Linked DNA regions of Sus scrofa: region 2 is linked to region 1. The links are chromatin contacts, called in public Hi-C maps. All regions are on one chromosome and are shown on one strand. The core of a region is the stretch at or near the end of the contact, and the rest is flanking DNA. Distances in the headings are between cores, read along the strand shown.

What was found. A called contact is a pair of places that touch in the nucleus more often than the background predicts.
Region 2: a Hi-C map of heart right ventricle shows a contact between it and region 1, with 5 times the contacts expected there. The contact joins the promoter of LOC100156657 here to the promoter of BAK1 in region 1. A contact is called at or near these places in 1 of 47 Hi-C or Micro-C datasets (heart right ventricle) and 1 of 2 datasets of contacts at active chromatin or transcription factors (alveolar macrophages).

The regions. Positions count from the first base shown.
Region 1 is chr7:29,812,727-29,820,030 of Sscrofa11.1, reverse strand. BAK1 (bcl-2 homologous antagonist/killer) reads left to right here and starts at 4,686. Exons shown (of 7, transcript XM_021098603.1): 1 at 4,686-5,089; 2 at 6,928-7,007. The coding sequence starts at 6,938. LOC100156231 (gametogenetin-binding protein 1-like) reads right to left here and starts at 3,981. Exons shown (of 7, transcript XM_005665887.3): 1 at 3,029-3,981; 2 at 2,424-2,539; 3 at 1,904-1,998; 4 at 1,639-1,756; 5 at 650-789. The coding sequence starts at 3,489. LOC102162214 (a long non-coding RNA gene) reads right to left here. Exons shown (of 4, transcript XR_002345648.1): 4 at 4,555-6,553.
Region 2 is chr7:30,327,559-30,334,862 of Sscrofa11.1, reverse strand. It overlaps LOC100156657, which reads left to right and starts at 2,812. Exons shown (of 5, transcript NM_001190191.1): 1 at 2,812-2,905; 2 at 4,010-4,193; 3 at 4,384-4,409; 4 at 4,678-4,783; 5 at 4,933-5,314. The coding sequence starts at 4,083. The coding sequence ends at 4,998. It overlaps HMGA1 (high mobility group AT-hook 1), which reads right to left. Exons shown (of 6, transcript NM_001185155.1): 6 at 5,450-6,848. The coding sequence ends at 6,795.

The DNA.
Region 1 (7,304 bases), core at 3,437-5,936:
CAGTTCCGACTGGACCCCTAGCCTGGGAACCTCCATATGCCGTGGGTGCGGCCATTAAAAAAAAAAAAAAAAGGAAAGAAACGAAGTCACAGGGCAAGTTGGTGCCAGAGCAGGGACTTGGCTAAAGACTTTGCCCCTTCCTTTGTGAACTACACAGACTGGCAGGGGCCAAAGCCCGCTGAACGATAGGATGAGCTGAAGAACGAATAGAAATTTTACCAAAGGACACGGAGGCATTTTTCATCAACAGAAGCTGGGATGGGCCAGTGTCAAGGAGGGTGGGCTGAAAGGTCCTTGGGGTGACCCAGTGGGGAACTCCCAAGCACCTGCGTGTATTCGCAGGCATGGGCACAGGCGTCAACCGGACAGAAAACAGAAGAGCAACATTAAGACAGATGCGCAGGAAAGCCACGAAGACACCTGGACAAAGCCCATTGTGGAGCTGAGGGAACAGGCCACACAGCCAGTGGGTGGCAGGGAAGCTTTAAAAGCAGACCCGTGGACCCCAGGCCAAGTGAGTGACTGATGGAGAGCTGTGCATGCCAGGGCCACCCAGAAGGAACCAGTCCAGAGGCCTGAGGAGGTGGGAGGCCTCCTGCCCACTTCCCCAGGGCCCTCAGCGGGCTGTGGGCTCCGAGGGGCCAAATACCTGGCTGTCCACAATGCCCGCCTCCTCCAGAGTGACTTCTGGCTGGGCCAGCAGCTCCCAGCCCTCGGGGCTGTCTGTCTTCCAGAGGCGGGACTCCCGCTGTACTACCAGAAGCTTCTTTAACTCTGACTCCACAAAACCTGAGAGCAGAGAGCTCAGCATGGGGCAGGTAGGAGTGGGGGAAGGAAGAGGACATGGCTCCAGCTCCCTCATCTCCAGCCAGACCTCCACTTTCCCACTGCCCTGCCTGCCCCAGGAAACTCACTTCCCATGGCTCCCTCTGGCTGCATGAGTCTCTTTCCTTGCCTCCCCGGGTGTGTGGGTAACATCTGTCCACCTGCCCCCACAACCCTTCCAGCCACTGATTCGGGAGCATGTATCTGGAACAACCCAAACTGCCTGGGTTCCTGTGTCAGCTCTGCCACTTACTAGCTGTGTGTTCTTGGACAAGCTACTTAGCCTCTCTGTACCCCATTTTCCTTACAGTGAAGTGAAGACCATAACAGGACCTACCTAAAAGTTAAAATACATTACTTCATGGAGAGTGCTTGGAATAGAGTCCGGCCCACAGTACTGGCTATAATCAGCAAGGGCGCTGCAATGGGACAGGGGGCCTTCTGGGGCACTGTCACAGCAGTGCATGCATGATGAGAGAACCACGGACAGAGGTGGCTACTGGAGTCAGGATTCCCAGCTGGGGAAGTGTGGTGCTCAAAGAGCCACAGCCCTAGTCACAACCCATCCCACTCCCCACCACTCCCTACCCAAACCCTGAGAGAGGAGGACCCCAGGCAGCCCTAGGTGGACCTCCAGACGCTGCACACCTGTCCCCCGGCCCCGGTGGTCATCTTAGGTCCTCTGCTACCACCTGGTGGTAGGAACCGGTATCGCACCCACGAGCCGCGGCCACAGAGGGCCGTCTGGGAGCTGTTTGGATGGGCTGGGGGCACCACTCTTGCCTACTGTATCTGACGATCTAAAAGCCTTACGCAGCGGCGACGGGAGGGTGACGATGCCTGGGACACAGAGCTTGAAGGAACTGTCCTCGTCCTCCATTTCCTCCTCCATGTCTTTGTCCTCCTGGGGCGAGCCTTCCTTGAGAGGAAACTGAGGGTGTGCCAGGGGCTGAGCAGGTGAGGAGGGGGTCCCCAAGTCCAGCTCCACCCCCACCCCCACCCTGACCTTAAACAGAAAGCAGGCAGGATGGCAGCTCTCAGAAGGTCCCCCACCCCCACCCTAGCCAGCTGCACAGACCTTGGTCATGGCTGACTTCTGAAGCTGCTTGTACAAGCTGAGGAGGCGGCTCCATGGCGTTGCCCCCACCTTCGAGGAGGCCAGCCTGAGTTCTCCTGTGGAGGGGTGGTGGTCACTGACACGTGGACAGAAGTGAGAGGCAGCCCAGGCCTGGCCCAGGTCACAGAGGGATGAGGAGGGCTGAGCTGAGGGTGTGGTTTCCCTATTTTCTTAAGCAAACACCTGCTGTGTGCCAGGCACAGTTCTGGGCGCTTCTCAGAGAACTTCTCATTTGATCCTTGCAGCTGCCTGCTGAAATAAGCAGTTCTAGTCCCATTTTACAGATGAGGAAACTGAGGCACAGAAAAGCTGAGCGACTTGCTGCCATCACACAGCTTGGCCTAGTGGCGCTGGGACTCAGACCCAGGCCGCCTTCCTCTGGCCTTCCCTCAGATTGCTCCTGCCCTTCTGGGCCCTGTGCCCAGAGGAGTCAATTCTGTCCATGTCTGGTACCTCCCCTGCCTGTGGCCGCCACACTCACCGTCAAGCAGACACTCCTCCTCCTCTCTGGCCAAGGCCTTGGGGCTGACCTCCAGTGGCCCCGCAGCCCTCTGCAGGCATCCTTGATCCACCTCCAAGGCTTGGGCAAAGCGGCCCCTGATCCCAAAGCACAGTCAGGTGGAAGTGGCAGGTGCAGCCCAGAGATGCGGTGGAAGCCCCCCTAACCCCCCACCCCAAGGTTCTCCCACAGGCCCCACTTAGCCTACTCCCCCCTCCTGCACAGCCCTCTGGGGTCCATCAGAGAGATGACGATGCTCCCCCAAAGTAAAGGGAGGGGCGCCAAGTCCAAGTGAACTTGGAAACCAGAAGAAGGGGGAGGGGAGACAGGGAAGGGGGCCCATAAAGGAGCTGGGGAGCACTGGGACCCTGCTCACCCTACACACACCCTTCCCAGGGCCCGGCCTGTCCTCCTGTCCTTTGGGGACCTCCATCCCCAAGCCCTCACTGGTGGAGGACCCAGTCTGCTTCCCCACCCCCACCTCTCCAGTCCTTCTCCCATTCGGACCCTCCCAGCTCAGGCCCACACCCTCCCTTCTGCCTTCCAGGAGGCTCCCAGGTCCCTGCTGCCCAGAGCCCACCTCTCACCTGTCTGAGGTCCCCGTGTCCCCCAAGGCCGCGCCTGCCACCTCCTCCTCTTCCCTTTCGTCCATCTCAGACAGGCTGCCCAGCGCCTCCTGGCCTCCTCTGCGTGGATCTGACCTTACTTCTACACCCCGGGCCACCACCCTCAGGACCTGCACAGGGGTGGGGGTCTGGGCCCCCGCATCCCCTAGCTCCAGCCCCGAGGGACTAGTTCGTGGCAGGGCCACAGCGAGGGTACAGGGCAGCGAGGCAGGTGGCCAGGATTCCTTCTGCCCCGCTGCTCCGTGACAGCCAGTCATCAGGGGGGTGGCGTCCTGCTCTTGCAAGGGGCACGGCTGACCCCCCACCAGGGCCTGGTCTGAGCTCTCTGGGCTGCCCTTGCCCCCCACCAGGCTACGGAAAAGGCGGAACATGGACGAGCGGCCCAGATTATGGGCCCGAGGGGTTGGGGCTGGGGCCTCCATCCTGAAGGGGACCTGACTCAAGAGGGAAGGGCCGCAGCAGCTACTGGGACCAACTGCTTAAGAACAGAGGGGGTTGGAAACTTCCCAGAGTTCTAGAAGGCGAAGGCGGGTTGGGGGTGGGGGCAGAGTGTGCCCGGGGGTGGGGGTGGGGGTGTCAATGCAGCACCCCGAGGGTGGGGGTTGGCGAGGCTCCAGGAGACGCAGAGGTGGGGACCCCAACTCTGAGAATGGGGCACACAGCTCTCCCCACAGCCTGTCCTCCTCTGGCTGTGGCTGCTGGTCCAGGAGGGTGGGAGTGTGTGTCCTCCCACCCCTCCCTTCACAACCAGTCTCATCGGCCCTCTGCATGTCCACGTCTACCTGCCTATCACCTGCAGGGTTTCTACCTCTGCAGCCATCGAGGAGCTTGGTACACAGGCCTCAACTGTACGTGGAACTTCAATCTTTTTTTTTTTTTTTTTTTTTTTTTTAGGGCCGTACCTGTGGCACATGGAGGTTCCCAGGCTAGGGGTTGAATCGGAGCTGCAGCTGCTGGCCTATGCCACAGCCCCAGCAATGCAGGATCCTTAGCCCACTGAGCAAGGCCAGGGATCAAACCCACATACTCATGGATACTAGTCGGGTTCTTAACCTGCTGAGCCACAATGGGAACTCCGTGGAATCTCAATTTCATCTTATTATGCCCATGGCACTTACATGTCTGATTATAAACCCCGCTCAGTGACCTTGGCGGAGGTTCCTTAAAGCAGCCGAGTCCCAGTTCGTTCATCTGTAAAATGGATGTGGTCACCGCACCTACTTCCAAGGGTGGTTGAGACTGTTCAGTGAGGATGGTTTAAAGTGCCCAGCACTGGAGTTCCCGTCGTGGCGCAGTGGTTAACGAATCCGACTAGGAACCATGAGGTTGTGGGTTTGATCCCTGCCCTTGCTCAGTAGGTTAAGGATCCGGCATTGCCGTGACCTGTGGTGTAGGTTGCAGACGCGGCTTGGATCCCGTGTTGCTGTGGCTCTGTCCTAGGCCAGTGGCTACAGCTCCGATTGGACCCCTAGCCTGGGAACCTCCATATGCCGTGGGAGCGGCCCAAGAAATAGCAAAAAGACGAAAAAAAAATAAAAAAAAATAAAAAAATAAAGTGCCCAGCACACAGCAGGGCTTCACAAACCTCACCAGCCTGGCTTTCTTGCTGATACCGACGGACAGAAGTGGGGCAAGATCAAGGAGGAGGACAGGGAACCCGGGTGGGAAAAGCCGTGGGTGGGGACACTCGGCAGGGGTGGGAGCCGCGCTCTCCGCCCTGAGCCCAGCCCCAGCCCCGTGCTGCAGGCTTCAGCGGCTGCATCCGGCGGCCGCAGAGCAACTTCCTCTAGAGGGAGCTGATTGGAGCGGGAGCCGCCGGCACCTCTATGATCGCCAAAGCCTCGCGGGTCCCGAAGGCCGCGCTGGGACCAGCCCAGGCTGCATCCTGACACCAGGAACTCACTGGCGCCCGTCTCTGGAGGCCGAGCCTGGGTACCTTACCCTGGGAGTGGCCACTGGCCACTGGGATCACCGGCCTCCGCCCTGCTGAGCCAACCCAGGCCTGGGCCAGGGTCTGGGCAGGTAAGCCGGGAGGGTCCCGCCTGTGCTCCCCACGCCTGGGAGCTCCGGGCCGGGGGTAGGTGAGGGAGGCAGGGGGCTGGGGGGGGAAGGCCTCAGGCTCCCCCCAACCCCCGGGACTCCACCGAGCCCTGTTCGGGGCCTGATCCACCCGGGGCTCCCTCTGGCCACCCCTCAGGCAGCTTCCCCTCTCACCCTGGCCCTAGGGGCCCGAGAATCGGGTGTCAAAGAACCAGGCTCTTTAGCAGTCTGGGGGATGGGGGGGGAGGTCAGAGCCAAGGTCAAGGGCACGGGGAGAACTTACAGCCTCCCTGCTGCCCCAGGAGACCTAAGAGCGGTCTAGAGTCAGGCACCTCCCCTGGGGAAGCATCCTGGCCACCCTCCTCCCCTGGGCAGACCCCACAAGTGGGGAACTCAGAGTACCAGGAAGTCAGGTGCTTGGAGGGGGCAGGGGTAGACCCAGATCAGCAAGGCCTGGGGCCTTGGGGCTGCTCTGAGGCGCCAACTTCTCCCCAGCTCTGAGCCCGAGGGTGGCAGGGGTGCTGTCAGCATCCTCCAGCCCTGCAGTCCTGGGGGCACCAAGGGAGCCAGAAGGGCACCTTGTTCAGGAGGAGGCTGCTGGGATGGGTGCATGCCAGGCCAAGGTCGGTCTTCCCCAGGTGGCACTGGGTGGAGGAGGGGAGGCACAGGTGGTCCGGACCGTCCCCACCCTTCTTTCTGCTGCTTTCGAAAGTAGCCCCAGGCCTGAGAGGGAGGGGTGGGCGGGGAGGGTGCACTGACTGGTCCTCCCAGGGAGCTGGCCCAGGGTAGGGAGGGGCCTCCCTGGGGCGGGAGGAGGGACCTCTGCCTGGGTGATGGAGGCAGCTTTGGGGTGGAGGGAAGTGAAGGGGTGCAAACTGAAAGTGAAACAGCTCATGTCCAGGAAATACTCCCTCTGCAGAGGGTTTACAGAGCAGCCCAGGCAGCAGCCAGAACTGGGTGAAAAAGGAGAGTAGGGGCTGGAGACCCAAGGGCAAGGGGTGCATGTAGTTTTCTCAACTCCCCGTGAGAAGGGAGTGGGAAGAGCACAGGCAAACGGGGAAGCTGCCTTGGAAAGGACACTCTCTGAGGTCCATAAACTGGGAAATAAATCCGAGGAGTTCCCGTCATGGTTTAGCGGTTAATGAACCCGACTACTATCCGTCAGGACACGGGTTCGATCCCTGGCCTTGCTCAGGGGGTTCCGAAACGAGTGTTGAGTGGAGGATGGGCTCCTGGAAGCTCAGACAACCAACCGGACTCCTGGACTAGCACGTGGCCTTGGCACTGACTTCTCTGTGCCTCATTCTTCCCACCTGGAAAGTGGGTATGACCGTGCTTACCCTGTGGCTAGGTCAATTTGCTCTGTGTCCGGCACCCTGGGGAGGACTCCTCTGTACGTGCTGGAAGTTTACCACAGGCACTCAGGAGGGTTTGCGGCTCACAGGCCTGACATGGAAAACAGGTGTGTTCTGACTGGCCAAGGGGAAGTGGGACCTGCAGGGCTGGCCTTCATGGGTCACTGGCTGGAAGGTGGCAAGTCTGCCGTAGGCGTGTGCTGGGGAGGGAGCAGCAGAAGGAACCTCAGCCTCTGAAATTCACCTCACGGGCCCAGGAGTGGGGTGAAACACGACCAGAGACCCACCCCTCCCGGGGCTGACCCCGGGGTGGGAATCTTGGCCGCTGGCCTTTCCCAACCCCGCCTCCCTTGAAGAACTGCCAGGAAAATACTCAGCAAGTGCTTAGGGCAGGGGGGCCTTCCGGAAGTGGGCCCTCCCTCTGGGCAGCTCTGACCCCATCTCTGCTCTCTCACCCCTCCCCAGGACCTGAGAGATGGCGTCCGGCCAAGGCCCAGGCCCCCCCAGGCAGGGCTGTGGAGAGCCCGACCCCTCGTCCACATCAGGTAAGGATCTTGCTGCCTCTCACCCATCCCATAACCGCCAGGGCCATGTGTGAGGATGGAGAGGCCAGGCAGGACTTAAAGCAGGCTCGCCTGCCCCTGAATACTCACCTGGGATACGCTGCAAAGCATCTCCCACCCAGCGCAGTTGCCCGTGGGCTCAGAAGCCAAGTGCACACCAGGTTAAGCCCAGGGGCGGGGTGGGGTGGGGGCAATGGCAGCTGGAAAGGGCCAGGGAGTGAGCAGGAGGGCCCAGTGCCACCAGGGCAGTGGGTAGAGGGGGCAGTGGGAGAAATTAAG
Region 2 (7,304 bases), core at 1,563-4,062, 520 kb before region 1:
TTACTAGTTGCAAGGGTTTACAGTATGTGGATTTAACTTACTGAAGTTTATGTCATCATAGGAACAAACCAGGCCTCAAATGCAGCCCTAGAGCAGCAGCCAGCACACAGCTGGTCAGAAAGAGGTGCCCCACCCATCCTCCCATTATGCCCTACCCTTGTCTATCACACCAAGGGCTCTCAGAAGTCTTTGAGCTGCTCAGGGTCTCAGCTTGTTCATTTGTATTTATTTATTTATTTATTTTTGGTCTTTTTTATTATTTATTTTTTTTTAATTTTTTTTTGTCTTTTTGCTATTTTTTGGGCTGCTCCTGCGGCATATGGAGTTTCCCAGGCTAGGGGTCTAATCGGAGCTGAAGCTGCCAGCCTATGCCAGAGCCACAGCAACTCGGGATCCGAGCCGTGTCTGCAACCTACACCACAGCTCACGGCAATGCCGGATCGTTAACCCACTGAGCAAGGGCAGGGATCGAACCCGCAACCTCATGGTTCCTAGTCAGATTCGTTAACCACTGCGCCACTACAGGAACTCCTATTTTTGGTCTTTTTTAGAGCCGCACCCACAGCATATGGTAGTTGCCAGGCCAGGGGTCTAATCAGAGCCACAGCTGCCGGCCTACACCACAGCTCACGGCAATGCCAGATCCTTAACGCACTGAGCAAGGCCAGGGATTGACCCCGAAACCTCCTGGTTCCTAGTTGGATTCGCTTCCGCTGCGCCACAACGGGAACTCCTTAAATTGAAGTTGCCCCTACTACCTTGAATAGTGTTCTGGGGTAAAGGAAGTAAATACATGCTGAGTATCATCCCAGTATCACTAGACCCTCAGTTTATGTGGTTGGAAGTCCTGAGAACAGGGACAAAGGTTGGATGTGTGGGCAGACAAGGGGGCCTGGTTTCTAAAACCTACTACTTAATTCCCACTTCCTTGTAAGATGAGAGGGGCACTACATGGGTAGGGGCCTCCTCCCTCTGCCCTCAGCTCTGGTAAAAGCCTGGCATGAGTGGTCTCCCTACTCTCCACACTCAAAAGCCTGAGAACCCCAGGAAATCTACCTGCAGCCTCCAAACCCAAGCTTTTCTCTCATTCCTTTCCCTTTATCTGATTCCCCATCAGTCAGATGGTGGCAATTCTAAGCAAAAGGCCAGAGTTCTCACCTGTCCTCTGGTTCCTAACTGGGTATTACTCCTTCAGATCTGCCCTCAATTAATTGCCGCTGGTAGGACTTGAGGAAGTGAAGTGGCTCAACCATGTCCATGCCATTGGCTGCCCCTGGCAAGAACAATGACCCATGCCACCCCTGTATCTCCATTAGCACTTGAGGATTCAGGAGACCTTAACCTGCCACAACTTTTATGTCCTTGGACGTTTTCCATCACCTGCCAATCTGGAATTTTCCCAATTGCATGTGATTGTGGTGGTGGAGAGGAGGGTGTGGTATAAACTATACACACACAGTTTGACGTAACTTTATTTATTTATTTGCTTTTTAGGGCCGCACTGGTGGCATATGGAGGTTCCCTGGCTAGGGGTTGAATTGGAGCTACAGCTGCCGGCCTATACCACAGCCACAGCAACATGGGATCCCACCCACCTCTGCGACCTACGGCACAGCTTATAGCAATGCCAGATCCCCAACCCTCTAAGCAAGAACTGGGATTGAACCTGCATCCTCATGGATACTAGTGGGATTTGTTTCTGCTGCACCACAACGGGAACCCCTGACTTAACTTTAGACTCACATGTAGTTGTAAGAAATATTAGCAATCCCTCATATGCTTTGGCCGGCTCCGCCCAGTGCTAACATTTGCAGAACTGTAGTATAACATCACAACCAGGACACTGACACTGGTAAAATCCAACAATCTTATTCACATTTCTCCAGTTAAGTGTGTGACATTGTGACATTTTACTTACCAAACCAAGCTCACCTACTGATCAAGCTACCTGTGACCCAGGGGGACTTCACCTCATAGCTCCGTCTGTGCCTCAGAAAACTGGAAGGAGGTTAACAGGGAATTTAAAATACAGGGTATGCCATGTGCCAGGCTCTACCCATGTCACTGTGTAATCTTTATAGCAGCCTGTTTTGCCAACTTTAAGACTGAGGCATAGAGAGGATGGCTGGGTGGGTGTATCCAAGGTCCATGGGCTGGGCAGGTGCGACTCTGGACCTGCATATTCTACCCTCTGGGCAGAGCACAGAGGGCCAGGCTGCAATACTACCGTCTGTGCGGTTCTATAAAGACTAACAGGGCGCGGAGTTCCCATCGTGGCGCAGTGGTTAACGAATCTGACTGGGAACCGTGAGGTTGCGGGTTCGATCCCTGGCCTTGCTCGGTGGGTTAAGGATTTGGCGTTGCCGTGAGCTGTGGTGTAGGTCGAAGACACGGCTCGGATCCCGAGTTGCTGTGGCTCTGGCGTAGGCCGGCGGCTACAGCTCCGATTCGACCCCTAGCCTGAGAACTTCCATATGCTACAGAAGAGGCCCTAGAAAAGGCCAAAAGACAAAAAAAAAAAAAAGACTAACGGGGGCGCTTGTGGGGCCAGGGCTCCAACCAGATCAGCACGCAAAGGAGACCAAGCTCTGCCTGGAATGTGAACTCCCAAGCGCTCCCGCCCCGGGGGACGCCGGGAAGCCGCGCGCGCCCCGCCCCTCCCCGCTGCGCAGCCCTCGGCTGCCCCCTGCCGTCGCGTGGTGGTCCCTGCAGCCCGGGCCGTCTCCGCCTTCGCACCGCCCATTCCCCGCCTCCTGATTGGCCGCTCCAGGAGTCTCCGGGCCTTCTGCCTTCCGATGCTGTGGCCCCGCCCATTTCCCCGGGTCCTTTGATCACGCGCCTGCCGGCTCTTCCGGGGCCCGGGAGCCAACCGAGGGCGTTCCACTCCGGGCTGCAGCGGCGGGAGGTAAGGCATGGCCGGGTTGGATGGGCTGCAGAGCGCCGGCACAAGTCCACGCCTCGGGGTGTCGGGATTCCGGGATACCCGGGCCCCTCTGCGCTCCCAAGTTCCCCTCCCCCGGCCTGAGCCTCCCAGCGCCATGGCAACTACCTCCCGCACGCCGTTGCTGGTCCGCGTCCTAAGAACGGCCTGTCACTCTCCCTATCTCGGCATGTCCCCTCGACTGTGGGACGGTGCGATTCTGGGACGGTGCGATGCGACTGGGCAAGCCCGCAGCCCCCACGGGCCCCGGGACCGGCCCAAGCTCATACCTTGCCTTCCGATGGGAACCGAGGCGAACCGAGGTCGCAGACCGCGGGGCATCGGCGTTGAGCCTCCACGGGCAATCTCCTTCCCTCTGTCATGGGAACTGACCCTCTCCACCTCCGCCTGTCAAACCCGGGCCAGGAGGGGAGGGACTAGGGCGGAGCCCCGAGTGGGGATCAGGGGAAGGTGACATCACCTCGCAGATGCAATCCAGTCCTGCCCACTTGTGTCTACCCTGGCACATGAGACCAGTGGGGGAAATGGTGCCCAGGAGATATGTCTGGAGTGACACCAGGGACAAAGAGGGCATATAGGACCTATGGCCTGAAGTGTGGGAATTGGACCGGGACTGAGGGAGATGCGCCCCTTCAGAAGCCCCTACCTCACCCCTAGGCTACAGTCCAGGACCCTCATAGTTTAATCTTAACCTCCTTATTTTGCTCCCTTGGAGCTGCTGGCAGCCCAGTGCCCTAGAAGGTTGGGCAGGGGCTGGGACCATACACCTAACCTTTCCCCAGAAATTGATAGCTGCAAATGTTTCGGCCAGCACCCTGAGCTGGGCCCCACCTTGATTTGGGGATAGGAGCTGAAAGGGCCTCAGGCCCTGACTCTGGGCCTTTCCTGGGTGCCCTTTACACCCAGGATTTGCAGAGTTGCTGGAGGGTTAACCCCAGCACACTGACCTGGAAGATCCCTTGTCCCAGCACCTGACTTAAGTTTTCACACATTACTGGCTCTTGGGGAGGGATCCAGAGCCTAGGTGTCTCTCTGGGTGACATTGACAACCTCCTTCCTCCTCCCCAGGGAGCCCAGTGGAGGCGCCCTCCCGAGGCAGCACTGCCCATGCTGACTACCCAGCCCTCCAGCTGCCGATGTCATGAGTAACACCACAGTGCCCAATGCCCCCCAGGCCAACAGCGACTCCATGGTGGGCTATGTGTTGGGGCCTTTCTTCCTCATCACCCTGGTCGGGGTGGTGGTGGCTGTGGTAAGGAGCCCCCACATCCACTCATATATACCCACACTTTTGCTAAGGCAGGGCTGGGTGGGCCTGGTCCAGCCTGCACAGGGCACCTCAGCTGTCCTGTTACGGGAGCGGAGGGTGTGGAAATGGGCCCCACTCACTCGTGGGCCATGCTGGGCTCAGCTGCCTCCACAGTGCTGTGTCTCTGTTACAGGTAATGTATGTCCAGAAGAAAAAGCGGTGAGTGTCCCCGCCCCCTGAACATTCTGCTTAAAGTTCTCCCCATGGCATCTCAGCTCCCTGCGCAGGTTAAGACGCCCCTCAGGCATTATGAAACTAGCCTGGAATTCCCTACACTCCACTGTTCGGTTTTCACACCCAGACATGTATTAGAGCTCTAGTGTACCCCAAAAGGCACCCACTGGAAGCGCCCCCGCCAGGAGCAGTAGAGACGGGGCAGTCAGGTGTCTGTGGACCCCCGGAGCTGAACCCGTCCCATGCTCCCCAGGGTAGACCGGCTTCGCCATCACCTGCTCCCTATGTACAGCTATGACCCTGCTGAGGAGCTGCACGAGGCCGAGCAGGAGCTGCTCTCTGACGTGGGAGACCCCAAGGTGAGCACTTGGGACAGGCACAATCAGGAGAGGTGGGCCCGCGGTTTGCACCCTTGAAGCCAGAGCCTTGCTGTGGCTAGAGGGCTACCTCCTCCAAGGTTGTGCGGCAGACTCCTGGCACACAGCCCGTGGCATGATCTCCCTCACAGGTGGTACATGGCTGGCAGAGTGGCTACCAGCACAAGCGGATGCCCTTGCTGGATGTCAAGACGTGACCCGAGCCCCTTGCCCTCATCTTCAGAACCATGGGGTCCTGGACCCTGCAGCCTGCTGCTTCCCCCCAACTCCCAGCTCACCTTCCTGGGTCTCCACGCCCCCCACCCCCCTGTGCCTGGCAGCACCTGTTCCCTCAGCCCCACATAGCAGCCAAGCCCCAGTAGCATCTCACCCCCAGCTAGGCCTTCAGTTTTCTGGGGCCAAAGGGCAGAGCTTCGCCCTCCCTGACCCAGCTGTGGAGCCACTTCTGTGGTGACAGGGCCTGATGTATAGTACTCTGTATGTATATTTTGTAAATAAAATGTTTTGTGGCTATAGGGGTGCAGCTGATGTCTTCTGGGGGGGCTTAAGGTACCTTCTGTGGAGCCAACACCAGCTTTTCCCCTTCCTCCCCCGTCCTGGGCAGAGCCCTTCAGGAGCGACCCCTGCCCAGAGACATAAGAGACTCAGTCCAGAAAAGGACATTTTTTTATTCAAGTAACTGCAAATAGGAAACCAGAGGGGGGGGCCCCCAGGCTGGGACAAATATCGGCTGCCTCCTCCCTGACAGAACGGGGAGAAGGCGGCCCCTACACCTGACAGTCAACACAGGCCCCCCTCCTTACTCTGCTGCAGCATCCTAGGGGCAGGGCCCCACCTTCCCTGGGACCGGGGTGGTCTGTGACCCAGCCTGCTTTGCCCCAGGCCCCTTCCCCTAAGAGGGTCTTGGGGGAGGAGAATGTGGGCAGAACAGGAGGCGATGAGGATGAACATTTGGCGCTGGTAGCAGCAGCAATGACGGATGTCTAAGAATGAAACATTGAACAAAAACAACACAACTGTCCAGAGGTAGTTTGTGAACAGAGGAAAGATGGAACCAGAACCTTGGGGGGCGGGGGAGGAGCAGAAGGGTGGGAGTGGGCAAGGCTAGCTCCTTGTTATTAGTGCCCCGTGAGGGAAGGGGAAGAAACGGAGGCCTAGAAGCGGACAGGGACTGGGAGGGACTCGAGCCCACCCTCAGTGGCTGCCCCAGGAACCTGGGCCTCCCCTGGATAAAGGTGACTCTGCACTTCCATCACTGCAGTAGATTCCGGGGGGGGGGGGAGGGTGGGCTGGAGCCTGCTTAGACAGGGTAGGGGGCTTAAACCCCTCCTGCCTGCCTTCCTGCGCCCCCCAGAGGGGCTGCCCAGCCTAGCACAGGGATTAGGCAAGGCGGGGAAGGAAGGAAGTGGGTGAGCCACACCTGGGGAGACCCAGGTTGGCCGGGGGCATCTTGGGGCCAGTCCCCCCTCTGCAGTGGCCACACCTGCTGCTGCTGCTGCTGCTGTGGGTAGGGAGTGGGGCATGTCTAATGAGAAGGGGCTTGGGCCCCTTTTAAGGCCAGGGGAGCCCTCCCAGGCCCCTCAGTGGGAAGCCAGAGGAAAGAATTGGGGATAGAAGGGGCCCCCAAACCAAGAGCCCAGCCAGCAATGTCCCCACGGCCGAGGGAGGGACAGGGAGGGCAGCAGCACAGGGAGTGGCTAAGTGGGGAGTCAGCTTAGGGTGGGGCGGGGGCAGGTGTGGCGCGCGTGGCTGAGGGGTTGCCGGAAACCGAAATCTCTTCAAGGAAAACTGCTTCCCTCTTGGGCCGGGGCCCTGCAGCGGCTGGTGGGCTGGTGGGCCGGGCTGGTGTGCAGTGTAGTGTGGTGGTGAGGGTGCAGGTGGGTGGCAGGGATGCGCGGGCCTGGGGGGAGGGGGGGCAGTGGGAGCGGAGCGGAGCTGTCCAGTCCCAGCAGGAAACTGCTCCTCGGGCGGGGGAGCAGGCGGCGCGGTGCAGTCACTGCTCCTCCTCTGAGGACTCCTGCGAGATGCCCTCTTCTTCCTCCTTCTCCTGCGAGGTGGGCAGGGCCATCAGCAGGAATGCCAGGCCTGCCCCCCGCCACCCCCAGAGGCCAAGCTGGCCCCCACCCCTCCCTGCACTCCCTGGCTCTCCAGAAGGGGGATGAGTCAGGGCTGAGTGTGTGGGTGACTCAGCAACCTCCACGGCCCAGTTTCATTCATAAAAAAGGAAGAATTTAAAGGGAGGGAAAAAAACCACACACATGGGCTGCTCTCACCGAGCCAGGCCCTTGGCCCCCAGGCCCAAGGCAGGGACCTGGCAGGGCCCAGGGCAGCACTAGGCTGGAGGAAGTGACTGGCTGGGTGGTGGGGGGAGCAGGGAGGTGGTCAGGGGAGGAAATGGGACAGGGTGCCTGGAGGGTGCAATGAGCCCCCTCACTGCACTGGTGGGTGCCGGGGACCCAGGTGGCCTTGGCCCGCAGGGGCAGCTGCTGGGCTGTGGAGCGGC